Linked DNA regions of Mus musculus: region 1 is linked to region 2. Evidence: chromatin contacts called from public Hi-C data. All regions are on one chromosome and are shown on one strand. Each heading gives the region's core, a stretch centred on a gene start, on an enhancer-like site or on the middle of the called end of the contact. The rest is flanking DNA. Distances are from core to core; before and after follow the strand shown.

Region 1 (3,623 bases), core at 78-2,577, 110 kb after region 2:
CTAACCTTTGAGGACACTTCTAATCAACTGAAGCAGCCAGTTTTGGATAGTTGACTCTTAACCCCAATGGATGGTGATCTCTTTGCTTCCAGAATCAGCATTCTTTACACTTGTAGTTTTAGGGAGGAAACCTGGAATGGCATGCCTGGGGCAGATGACAAAGTAGTCTGTCTAGAAAGACTGGCTGCCAGGATCGATGTGACTTTGATCTTCACAACCGAGTCACGAGTTCATATTGACAGCATGGTTATGGACTGCTGTTAGGATTTCATGAAACATCACAGTGCAGAGAAAATCCCAAGTGGTCACTTAGGCCGTATACTCTTGCCTGTGATCAGGATTCTGCAGATAATCCCTGACACACTTGGATTTCTTGTTAGAGAAGAGGGATGGAGCGAAGGGAAAGAGGACAGAGGACTTGGGAAGAATATGGCCCGAGTTCAAGGGCTACTGTCCCTTTTGGCTAAGTGTTTTCTTTAGACATTTTTTTTGAGACAGGGTTTCATACAGCCTCAGTATCATTATGCAGCCAAATACGACCTTAACTTCTGAGCCCCTCTGATTTTGCTTTCCAAAATGCACAGGCAGCATGGTGCCTGGTTTAAATGGCACTGAAGACTGAGCCTACAGCTTTGTGCACTGAGGCATACCTCCAGCCCCAAGCTGAGTGTTTTCTGAGGGGAATGGAGAGAATGAGGGAAAGAGCAGAGGAAGGTAATCAACATTCTCCCCAGGCCAGAGGGCACTGCAGTAGTTACCAATCTGTTACCCAACTGAAATGTTTTCTTAAGCTGCACAGCAGCGGTCCTGCAGCCTGCTGGGCCTTGGACCAATACTGGAGGGTTTGGGGTTGGCTTTATCTTTCTGTGTTTCTGTAGTGATAAATGCGCAATCTCTGCAGTCAGACAGGCATGGTTTGTCATTTTGTTGGCTTTGAGTGCTAGAGCTGGAACCCAGGGTCTTGTCTACACTAAGCACACACGTGGCCCCTGAGGGGCACTCCCAGACATGGCTTTAAGGACGGTACCCATGTACTTACTGTTCGACCTTGAACAATTCGCTTCACACCTCTCTGCATCAGTTTCAGAATCTGGGGACTGGGCCTCATAAAAGTAAACAATTAAATAAATATTGTTTTGTGCCGATTAAGAGATCTGGCAACTAGAAATTAAATATTATCTTGGGATAAACAGATGACTCACTTGAGGCAGCAAATAAAGGAAAACCCGTCCCCTCCCCCACTGCAACAACCCTCCATTCGCTAGCCCAGGTTTGTTGAGTAGCTGTTATGAAATAGGATTAATGATTGCTTAGAGCAGTAGGTCCCCAGAGCACCCCACAGGTTTCAATACACCCATAACACTGAAGTGTGTCAGTGGCAAGTCTGACCACTGACAACTAGGAGCCTGGGTTTCTTAGGGCCAGCACAAGGAGAAGCTGTGGCCTAGGCTGAGCACTGGCTCTTTGCCTGAGAAGCACCTCAGCAGTGGTGGCAGGGTTGGCAGAGGGTGAAAGTTCAAATCCCTTCATCTAGTTCAGTCTGCTAAGAGGAGCAAGTGACCAAAAGGATGGATGAGCAGCAGGCAAGGAAAGCAATACTCACAGACAGCAGCATTGAGTAAGGCGGAGTCTGGAGGCTCAAGATAAACCTGTTAGTGAGGGGAAGGTTCTGACATTTTCGTCTTTTAATGTCAGCTCCAGCTCACCTTTGAACAGTCCTTTTGCCTTCTGAAGTCATTTTACAGTATTTCAGGAGATTCTCTCGCAGCACATGGGTAAGAAGGAGACAATCTCCTTCGGCACACTGCTCCTTTCTTCCTAGCAGTACTTGGGAGGACAGTACCCTGTCCAATTCCTCCCCTGTCAGCTGTGCTGTCTCATGTAATTATTCCAACAACTTCATAAGGGAGCTGGTGAGTGCTATGTACATTGCTAAAGACTAGGGCTTGATCAGTTGATGCTGTAATTTGGATATATTTTTGTCAGCGCTGAGGATGAAACACAGACCTACTGTATGCTACCTTGGTGTTACACCACTGAGTGTTGTGGAGGTGGTGGGAGTTGTTGTTTCTTTGGTTTATGAGTCTGAATCTTGGTATGTGTAGCCTAGGAGGGCCTAGCACTCACTATGTAGCCCATACTAGGCATAAAGTGGCACTTGTCAGGCCTCAGTCTTCTTAGTGCTATGATTAAAGTGTTTTGTTATTACAGGTGGGTGCCACCTCAGAACTTGCAGAGGCTCATGTGTTAGAGGCATGGTCTTTAGAATGGAGCTGTTGGGAGGTGGTAGAACCCCTAAGAGATATGACCCAATAGAACTTCGGGACATTGGGTTTATATTCTTGAAGTAGACAATGGGAGGCTAGTCCTTTCTTCCTCTTCTTTCTCTCTTTCACTCCTGGCCACAGAGCGGGTGGTTTTGCTGGTTTACATACTACCTGCTATAAAAATCTCTATCTCCATGTGTCCAAAATTAACAGGGACGAGCTATATGGGCAGGAAGCTACAAACGATATGAGCCAAAATTAACCCTTTTCTCCTTGGAGGATTGTGATATATATATATAATTAAAACATTCTACTGCCATTATAGTGCACATGGCTATAAGTGGTAGAGCTGGGCTTCCAACCTGGCTCAGATTGACAGTGAAGTTCATGCTCTTGGTGACTGTGTTGTGTGTACTCTGCAGAAGTACTTTGTCTTACGAAAAGGAAGAACTCAAGGCTAAGTGGGTTGAGTGGTTTGTGAAGAGCTAGTGGGCCTAATTTTGTATCTTCCTGCCCTGCCTCATATTTATCTCCCTTATTCTCAATTGTATCATCAAAGGTGTGCTTTCCTATCCATGGGTATTATGTTCCACACACATATGGTCACCATGGCCTTGGAATGCCAGAGCATGTAAATATGTAAGGTGGCCTTATTCTAGCAAGGTCAGAGTTATTTATTTTATATATATATTTATTTATTTATTTATTTACTTATTTATTTATTTATTTATTTATTTATTTATTTATTTATTTATTTAGTGATTATGATTAAGGTGTTTTGCACCACTCTGTACGTGGACTAGCCAAGGTGGAAAGAAGGCAAGCAGCTTACTTCAGGATCCCTGCTGTACCAGGATCAGAGAAATTCCTCGAAGTTCTTAACTTCCAAGTCTGGGCTTGCTTCACTTGTGTATCTATGCATGTGCCCACAAAGCAACAATGAAAGCAATATGGGGCCTAAGGAAGTAGACAAAAGAACCCCAGTCTGCCCTCAGTCTCTTTTAAATCGGATCTATGGAGTCCTCCTGGCAAGGGTAAAGGGAACTGCTGCACAAGTCAGGTGGCTGAAGAGAAGGTCATGGGCTCACAGGGGTAAGATTCTTGAAAGATTATATCCCTTGGGAAAATTGACAGAAGAGAATACCAGGGTTTTAAAGGCTAGAAGCATGTTTCTGTAGAGGCCCTGTGGTATTCTGGGGTGGGGGTAGAATGGGGGTCATAGCCCAGACAGAGCTGTAAACACATTCCCATCCTAGCCCAAAGCTATGAGCCAATACTGAGTAAGAACCTGACAGGCTCAGGGATGCCATGGCTTATGGAGTGTGCAAGCAAGAGGCTGGTGTACCTATGAAAGGA
Region 2 (3,722 bases), core at 53-2,552:
TCCCTCTTACGCATGCGCACTTTCATTCCCGCGCAGAGGCCTTCTGCTTGCAGTGAGCATGCGTGATTTCACCTTCTCTCCTCTCTGCCCCACCCTCGCCTAAGGGGCCACGATCTCCCGTGCCAGCAGAGTCCTACCCATCATGTCACGCTTTCTCAAGGGTACTTGAGCGCCACCACCTGGTGATATGGTTCCTCTTTTGGCATCCACGCAAAGCGCGCCTATCTTTACTATTCTCCCTTCTCGTGTATGATTATATATATAATATATATACGTATATGTGTATATATATATATTATATATATTATATATATAATCTCTGTGGCCACTGCGTTCTGCTACTCTGGTGAGATAACTCTGTGAAGAATATATATACATATATGCGCATATATATGTATATATATTCATGCCGGGTGCATCTGCACGTGTTTCTCGCCAAAGTTATGCCCCAGTGTCTAAACCATATCATTAACAACAATCCTTAACAGGATTAACTGTGATAAACTAAGTTACACATGGAATTAAAAAAACGTCGTAGGCGATAAAGCATATCCCAAACCCAGATGGAATCCGTCAGCAGCCTAAGGGAGAGGCTACTTGGTAGACGGATTCCTTAATACAGTTAAAAACCCTCCAACCTAAAACCACTGAATCAGAGTCCGGCGTGGTGATTTACGCCTGTAATCCCAGTTTAAGCAGGAGAACGGCCGCGAGTTCGAGGCCTGCTGCTGTCAGTCTCAAACTACATTCACTCACCCCCAAGGAAAACAAAAAGCGGATGAAGCCTAATCCTAAAGACTCATCCATTTGATTCACCCTTAACAAATGAAGAACTCGAAAGTTTTTTTTGTTTTGTTTTAAATAGATGTCAAACAAAACAGTGATGCTCAGGTGCCTTAAACCTGCTTAGAGAAGTCTAAAAATCTTTCATAATATTAAGTAATGCGCAACATCCTTTTGGAGGGCTGGGGATTCGTACTGGCCTCCAGTTCTCCCTCCCCTCAAAGGAGAAAATGCACAAATTAAGGATCTCCCTGACACAAGTTCCCTCCTCCGCCCTCCATGTTACATTTTCGTCCTTCGTCGTTCCTTTACCTCCTGCTGAAGCGAGTGTCGCAGTTAAAATTCTTACGGCAGGCAGTGCCTAGAGGGTGGAGGGAGCGGCGGCATAGAGAGCCGTGCCTGGGTGGCAGCAGCGATGACTTAACGGCGATGAACACCAGGTACGAAACCTGCTATACTTGCGGCCGCGGCGCGGATGCCACGAACCCACAGCCTCTCCAGGAGCGCTGCGCTGTGCTGCAACGCATGCGCCGCGCTCCTCCCTCTCCTCAGAGCGCCCCTCTACAACTTACAGCAGCCCACTGAGTCCAGTACTCAGGTCCCTAGCCCACACTTCTTTTCCTACCTCTGCTCATACCGGCGTCCACCACCCATCCTTTCCTCAGCCCCTTTTCTAATCAATAAGTCCCCATCCTTTTTAATTTACCATCACATCTCACTACTGTTATTATTCCCTTTCTGGCTCACCCTACAATTCTTGACCTTCTCTGCTTCTCTGGAGCTCTGCTAGGCCCCCTCATATTTCCTGATGTACCCAATATTCCAAGTGTTTCGAAAACAAACAAACTAACAAACCAACCAACCAACCACTGGCATGGTGATAAGTGCCTGTAATTCCAGCGATTTATAGACAACCTCACCTCCATGACAAATTCTAGGTCAGCTTGGACCACAAAAGATCCTGAAGGAAAAAAAAATAGCCTCCACCGATCCGGGGGGTTGGGGGAATGGAAATATACGTATGTAGATTTAATTGTGGGCCCAAGTTACAAAGCCTGAAGAAAAAGTCTTTTTCTAATACCTGGAACCAGAACTCTTGGGGCAGGCTATTTTCACTCTCAGCATGTTGTTTCCTGTGGAGAATCTTGAGTTTTAAGGGTCTCCTTAAGATCCACTCCCCCTTCTTATTCAGCCCTGGATCTTGAGAGATCATCCGACTGGCTCCTGCCTGTCTATCTATCATTGCATTGAATTGTGAATTTTCATGTAGAGCATCAAAGCACCAGAACCATACAAGTAAAAAAGAGTGGGGGAGGGGAGGAGGAAGACAAAGAAGAAAAAAGGAGGAGGAAGAAGGGAAGGAGGTCGAGGAGGAGGAGGAGGAGGAGAAAAGGAAAAGCAGTCCCATGCCTGCATCTGAAACAATATCATGAGCAGAATAGAAGTAGAAGGCAGGGCCATTGGATATATTGCGACACCTAATGGACATATAGGTAACATGCATAAAAAACCCCTCTGATGTTTCAGCTTTAGTAAGACATCCCCACTTTGACAATTCCCTCCCTGGTTTCTGAAAGAGCTTTTTCTTTGAGGGGGAAGGGAGTGTGATGGAAAAGCTCTTTTCAGCCCAATTTGAGCAATGAAAGAAGCCTTTAAGCTAAGTTTACCTGGAGTTCACTACAAAAGTGTTAGCTCACATCTCGAACAAAGTTGTACTCATGCAGAATTAACAGGCTGTACTTACAAGCTCCAAACTAGGTCTGGAGAGATGGCTCAGACGTCAAAAGCACTGACTGCTCTTCCAGAGGTCCTGAGTTCAATTCCCAGCAACCACTTGGTGACTCACAACCATCTGTAAAGGACTCTGATGCATTCTTCTGGTGTGTGTCTGAAGACAGTTCAGTGTACTTATATAAGTAAAAGTAAATAGATCTTTAAAAACAAAAAACAAAATAAAGTTCAAACAATTTTTCTTGTAAAACAAGCTTAGTTCCATCTGAAGATTCCATGTAAGAGAGTTTTTCTTGATTGCCACCAGGGGAAACAACATATTTGTTCATCTGACAAACTGTAAACATAAATAGAAATGTTAGAAATCATCTCTAAATTTCCAAGATATCTCTTTCCTAGAATTTAATTTCTCTGATATTTTTAATTATAAGAGATAGGAACAATTGTAGTTTAGGGTTTGAGGATGTGGCTCAGTTGGGAGAGTATTTTCCTGGACATAGCTCTGGCTTCAGATGCCCAGTACTACTTAAACACACCTGTAATGTCAGCATTCAAGAAATAGAGAGAATGATCAAATACAAGGTCATCTTCAGCTACATAGAAAGTTCAAGGCAAACCTGGGATATATAACACCCTGACCATAGAAAGACAGAGAAACAGAGACAGAGAGAGACAGAGAGAGAGAGAGAGACTGGAGAGATGGCTCAGCACTTAAGAGTACTGATTGCTCTTCCAGAGGTCCTGAGTTCAATTTCCAGCAACCACATGGTGGCTCACAACCCCATCTGTAATGAGATCTGACACCCTCTACTAGTGTGTCTGAAGACAGTTACAGTGTACTTATATATAATAGATAAATAAATCTAAGAAAGAAAGAAAAAGACAGACATAGACAGGAAGAAAGAAAGAAAGAAAGAAAGAAAGAAAGAAAGAAAGAAAGAAAGAAAGAAAGAAAGAAAGAAAGAAAGAAAGGAAGAAAGGAAGGAAGGAAGGAAGGAAGGAAGGAAGGAAGGAAGAAAGAAAGAAAGAAAGAAAGAAAGAAAGAAAGAAAGAAAGAAAGAAAGAAAGAAAGAAAGACAGACAGACACAAAAAACAGCTTTGGGGCAGGGGATATAGCACCTAAGTTCAGTGGTTTTGTGTTTGTGATCCTGTAATCCCAGCACTTGGGAAATGAGGCCGAAGGATCAATGATATTTTTTTTCTGAGA

Evidence for each region. Hi-C and Micro-C count contacts between places; a contact is called where the count stands out from the background.
Region 1: a contact with region 2 is called in a Hi-C map of liver, with 3 times the contacts expected there. The contact joins the enhancer-like site here to the promoter of Ftx in region 2. A contact is called at or near these places in 2 of 39 promoter capture datasets (the C10 cell line and embryonic stem cells), 3 of 484 Hi-C or Micro-C datasets (the N1E-115 cell line and liver), 1 of 115 datasets of contacts at active chromatin or transcription factors (the SCID.adh cell line) and 1 of 9 other capture datasets (adipose tissue).

The regions. Positions count from the first base shown.
Region 1 is chrX:103,733,099-103,736,721 of GRCm38.p6, forward strand. The region is part of intron 1 of Slc16a2 (solute carrier family 16 (monocarboxylic acid transporters), member 2); the gene reads right to left. Among named protein-coding and RNA genes, the nearest start is that of Gm53059, 40 kb to the left of the region's middle. Within about 2 kb of position 1,328, at least 5 of the 459 cell types and tissues checked have an H3K27ac peak or open chromatin away from gene starts, as enhancers often do. A contact at or near this core is called in liver, where this site is marked.
Region 2 is chrX:103,622,452-103,626,173 of GRCm38.p6, forward strand. It overlaps Ftx (Ftx transcript, Xist regulator (non-protein coding)), which reads right to left and starts at 1,303. Exons shown (of 11, transcript NR_028381.1): 1 at 1,096-1,303.